Regions from separate parts of the Ovis aries genome. Here region 1 is linked to region 2. A link is a contact called in public Hi-C data. All regions are on one chromosome and are shown on one strand. The core of a region is the stretch at or near the end of the contact, and the rest is flanking DNA. Distances in the headings are between cores, read along the strand shown. Region 1 overlaps LOC105610550 (a long non-coding RNA gene). Region 2 holds the start of LOC101115808 (ATP-binding cassette sub-family A member 9).

What was found. Hi-C and Micro-C count contacts between places; a contact is called where the count stands out from the background.
Region 1: a contact with region 2 is called in a Hi-C map of hypothalamus, with 4 times the contacts expected there. The contact joins the enhancer-like site here to the promoter of LOC101115808 in region 2. A contact is called at or near these places in 9 of 16 Hi-C or Micro-C datasets (hypothalamus, liver, mesenteric adipose tissue and 5 more).

The regions. Positions count from the first base shown.
Region 1 is chr11:60,744,314-60,747,013 of ARS-UI_Ramb_v3.0, forward strand. It overlaps LOC105610550 (a long non-coding RNA gene), which reads right to left. Exons shown (of 5, transcript XR_001043779.5): 2 at 2,216-2,700; 3 at 1-1,434. Among named protein-coding and RNA genes, the nearest start is that of FAM20A, 91 kb to the right of the region's middle. Within about 2 kb of position 1,303, at least 22 of the 54 cell types and tissues checked have an H3K27ac peak or open chromatin away from gene starts, as enhancers often do. A contact at or near this core is called in hypothalamus and liver, where this site is marked.
Region 2 is chr11:60,667,786-60,670,485 of ARS-UI_Ramb_v3.0, forward strand. It overlaps LOC101115808 (ATP-binding cassette sub-family A member 9), which reads left to right and starts at 1,308. Exons shown (of 40, transcript XR_009595429.1): 1 at 1,308-1,501.

The DNA.
Region 1 (2,700 bases), core at 53-2,552, 77 kb after region 2:
TGTGTGCGTGTGTGTGCGTGTGTGTGCGTGTGTGTGTGTGCTAAGTCACTTCAGTCAGGTCCTACTCTGTGACCCCATGGACTGTGACCCGCCAGGCTCCTCTGTCCGTGGGATTCTCCAGGCAAGGATGCTGGAGTGGGGTGCCACGCCCTCCTCCAGGGGGGTCTTCCTGACCCAGGGGTCGCGTCCTCGTCTCTTGCTTCTCCCGCCCTGGCAGGTGGCTTCTTTATTGTGCCGTGAAGCCACGGGTAGATGCCAATTAAATAAACCGACATTCGCTTAATAAATAAGTGGACTGTGAGTGAGTCCAGTGCTCAATAAGCAGTGCTGGGAGCGCCAGTCATGAGGACAGCCCGGCTGAAACAACGACCTCACCCATGGGCCCCAGAGTGAACTGAAAACACAAGTGAGTCCACCCTTGTGGGAACTGGGGATAAATGGAGCTTCTACCATCCGCTAATGAGGCCGACTGATGTGCTGGGTAAAGCTTGGACTAAATGTTCTCAAAGATCCTTTCCAGTTCCTAAATTCCATGCGAATAAGAACTGTCAAATGGTCCGATTGTAGAAGTCAGGAAGTTTCTATTCCTTCAGGGCGGCCGGAAAGGTCATGGAACTGGAATCCCGGAGCTGTTTCTAGAAGAGGAACAGAATGCCCCTCTCCCCAGCTGTACCCCCCCGCTTGTTATTTACGACACAAGAGTGCTTTGTTCCTGCACCTTTCTCTGAAAGAACATGCGAGGCTGTCTCTAAAATTCCCAGAATGTACATCGGAGATTTCTTTTGTCTGTTCCCTGCCCCGCTCCCCCGCCCAGGCCCTCCCAAAGAAACACCCAAGGATGGCAAGAATCTTCAGGATGTGAATTATGGCCTTTGACAATATTTGGTCTTCTTCCAGTTCTGCTTTGGATCTTTGACCTCAATGTGAAAAACAGAAACGCCTTGTTTCTTCTGAAAAGAGGAAATAGGTTTTCTTCTTTTTTTTAACTTTTTCTTTTGTGTTGGGGCTTCGCCGATTAACAGTGCCGGGATAGTTTCAGGCGGACAGCTAAGGGGCTCAGCCACACCTACACACGTGTCCATTCTCCCCCAAACTCCCCTCCTGTCCAGGCTGACCTCCCCGTGCTGGACAGCAGGTCCTTGTCGTTCTCCTGTTTAAACACAGCCGTGTGCACATGTCCATCCCAAACCCTAACGGTCGCTTCCCCGGCAACCTTCCCCACCTCCGGCAAGCACACCCGCAAGTTCCTTCTCTCCCTCCGTGAGTCTCCATGAGATGAGGACGCAGGCTTGCGGCCAGCGCCACCTCCTGGCCCAACGTGGACGCCAGCAGGGCAGATCCCTCGTTTGCTCTCAGCGTGGCCACCAGGGAGGCAGGAGAGGAAACGGCAATATTTCAGACAGCAACAGGATCGTAGTGCGAGTTAGGCATTCCCTGTGAAACACATCCACATAGATGTTTTTAAATTAAAGATAGAGTTGCTATATGATCCCGCGACCCCGATCCTGGGCAATCTGGAGAAAGCTCTAGAAGCTACTTGCACCCTGCATTCACTGCGGCACAGTTCAGAGCAGCCAGGCCATGGAAGCCACCTACATGTCCATCGACAGGGGAGTGGGTAAAGAAGGCGTGGTCCCTACATACAGTGGAATATCACTCCACCATAAAAAGGAAGGAAACAGACACAGAGTCGGAAAGAGACAAACAAGTATCACATAATTAATGAGATATGAGGAATCAAGAAAGATGGGACTGATGAGCCCGTATGCAGGGCAGCAAGGAGAACGCAGACGTAGAGAACAGCCTTGTAGGCCCTGGGGCAAGGAGAGGCGGGGAGAGCTGGGAGCAGCATTAAAGAGACACACCGCCCTGTGCAAAGCAGCCAGCGGGGGAGGCGCCGTGTGCCACGGGGCTCAGCCCGTGCTCGGCTAGAGGGGGGATGGGGGGTGGGGGATGCGGAGGCGGCTCAAGAGGGAGGGGCGTGTGCGTTCCTACGGGAGATTCGTGTTGACGTCTGGCAGAAACCAACGCCATATGGTAAAGCAATTATCCTCCAGTTACAGATAACTTCGTAAAAAAGGAATGGCATAATGCCGTCTGAAGCGCCATGGATGGGCCCAGAGACGCCACGCCAAGAACTGAAGCGAGTCAGAGAAAGAGACGCAGCATGCTGCCGCCTGCACGGGGAATCTACGCACGCCGCAAACGGACTCACCTACAAAACGGAAACAGGCTCACAGCCCAGAAAGAGGCTGGCGGCTGCCCAGGGGGCCGGGCGCGGGGGGAGGCGCGGCCGGGAGTCTGGGACCGGCAGACGCAAGCCGTGGCCTATGGAGCGGATGGGCAGCGCGGCCTGCTTGCGGCGCGGGGAGCTATATCAGTATCCTGTGATACGTGGACATCACGGGCTAAATCTGAAAAAGAATATACGCAGCCGAGTCACGTTGCTGTACAGTAGCCCTGAACACAATATTTAAATAGCAGATCAACTCTACTTCAATAACATTAATTTTTAAAAACAATTTTAAATAACTGCAAGATTTAAAGGAAACAAAATATAGAGAGACATTTTTAAAAGAAGTATGCCATCAAGACATAATAAGCTTATCTATGTACCTGACCTGTCACAAGGTAAATTCTTGGACTATATTTATTTGCTGTTTAACAAAATTCCACATGGACACCTCATTTCTAGGTCCC
Region 2 (2,700 bases), core at 58-2,557:
TTCTGGAGGAGACAGCAGACGTACAGAAACAATCAGAGCCTGTCTTTGTTTGACAGTCGTAGGCCTTAGTGAGTTCAACCTGCCTCTATTTTGCTAGCCTAGCAATTTCTGGACTCATACAATTTGCAAGGGAACAAATATGAGAGAATGGGAGGTGAATGAGGACGATCTCACGCGATTACCACAGCCTGTAGGAAACGGATGAGTCTACTTGGTTTGAGAATTACCCGAACAGCATATGCCCTCAGGGGCGTTTTCAGAAAGTAGTTACAGTACAGGGGACCGTAACAGACCCCCGCAGCGAGCAGAGAGACGCTGGCCCCTACTCACCTTTCTTCTCCATGAATTATACTTTCATGAAGTTACAATTTCACGCAATTTCATGAGCAACTTTTTCACTTTTTTTTAGAATTGCCTCGTCTTTGATTTACCTGAAATGCCCAAAAAAAGATGGAATGGCAGCTCTTACCTGTTAAAAATGTTTCTTCAGTAAAATATGAAACCAATACACAGCAGGAACCAGCGGCTGCTAACGGAGAAAGTAGTCTGCCTTCTGGCACTTCTGCAGAAATAACAAGCTTGTCCACCTTGGGAGGGCAGGTGCTTTTAGGCGCTGTTGCTCTAAGGACCCTCCTGTTGCCCACTGCAAGAAGGGTGCTGCAGGTAGCTGGCATGCAACCCAACTCAGATGAAGATGAAAATTCAGTTCATTTTGTTCCCTTAAAAAAAATTACATTCTTCATCGCCATATTTCTATATCCAGATTTTAAGAACTAAATTTCAATGGAGACTTTCGAGTTGCTTTCTGGCCCGTTTCTGTATTTTTCTTTTTTTTTTTTTTTTCCGAATGGGTGCATGCGTGCTTCTCACAGGCATCCCCCGGGCTCAGCACAGAGTGTGTGTGTGTGTGTGTGTGTGTGTGTGAGCTGCTCAGTCGTGCCCAACTCTTTGAGACCCCATGGACAATAGCCCGCCTGGCTTCTCTGTCCATGGGATTCTCCCAAGAATACTGGAGTGGGTTGCCGTTCCCTTCTCCATGTCATTTTTTTTTCTTTTTTACTTGTTTCTGCTCTGTTCCAAACTGTTTCTTTACTTATGTTTCTTTAAAAGACTGTGTTGGGAGCCAGCTCTCCCATGAGGGCCTTTATGAAAAAGCTAATTGGAGAGACTAGCTTCTCTTTGAATCGATAGTACTTACGCTCGCTGTGTCCAGCCAGCCATCTGCAGCCGCAAACGCCCTGCTCAGGAGCTGGCAGGGAGACAGAGAAATGGAAAACTGCAAAGAAGTCACCATGTGATGTGAGCACAGAGTTTTTGGCAGTCTGGCTGAATTAAGACCATAATCCTTTTCGGAAATCATTCTACACGGAACTATTCACAATAAACATGAAATTAAAAGCGTGATGTAGTAGTGACCCAAAAGGAATGTGAATTGTTCTCCAGGACCCGCGGAGACCCGTGGATGAACTGTTTCTGGAGTCTTGCTCCAGCTTTCCTGAGAGTAAGTTAACCTCTGAAATCGTGGTTTTGCATATGAAAATATAACGTGTGACTTCAAACAGGGAATGCCAAACACTTGGATGAGAACTATTAGATGCAGGATGGTGTTAGCAAGTCATTCTGATTTTTCAAATTATCTGAGTATTTCATATTGTATTGCTAAATAACCATGTAGAGAACCAAGATTTATTTAAATTTTTACCCAATGACTAAAGCATGTTTGGACAAATAGCATGTTTTATCTAAGAGACTATTGGATAAGCTGAAAGGAATGTGACTTTATGTTGCCTCTTTACAAGAATGAGCTGTATTTCTCAAACTGTAAGAATTACTTATTCTTTTTTGTTCATTTTCAATTTTGTTGCCAGAGGCTTTACATGCATTGGGGTGATACATGATTTTCTGAGTATTAATTTTTTTTTTTAACCAGAGACCTAAGGTTCTGAGTATTTAAATGATTTAAATGGCTTCATCAAGAAATCTTAAGGCTATATTTTCATTGACTTTGTTTATCATCCTCAATTTTTGTGAAATTTATTGTGTAACATGTTTATTCTCTGAATACTGGGAATTCTGTCTGAATAGGAAATGACTGGCTTTTATAGCCAAGTTATTATTTCCAGATCACACGGGCTCCTATTCAGAGCAATTTAAGCTAAATAGATGTTTTGTGCAACTACAGTGAATGGTATTTTTATTTCCGATCAGGACATGCTGTGGAAAAAAAAAAAAAAATCAGCCTTAACAGTTAGAAACACCACAATCATGACTAGATCATGTTCATTATTCTTTAAAATATTCTCCAGCACACGCATCCATCCACAGCAAGAAAGCAGAGGAGACCCCAGCAGTGTGTTAACCCTTCTAGACACCACGGTCTCCGGGAGCTCTGGTTTCCTAACTGGAAATGTTTACTATCCGAGTTTCCTTTCTTGTTTGCCTCTGGGGCGTCTGCTGTTGCGGATCACGGGCTCCAGGGCCCTCGGGCTTCAGTGCTTGCGGCTTGCAGGCTTTAGACACAGGCTCAGACTCATGGGCTCAGTGGCTCTGCACGACCGGGATCTTCCCAGACCAGGGTGGCCCTTGCACTGCAAAGCAGGTTCGTAGCGACCGGGGCACCCGAGAAGCCCTGGAAGGATTCTGGTTCGGTTTCAGTCAGAGCCTCAGCTGCCGCAGTCTGCTCTGACGATGACGTTATCA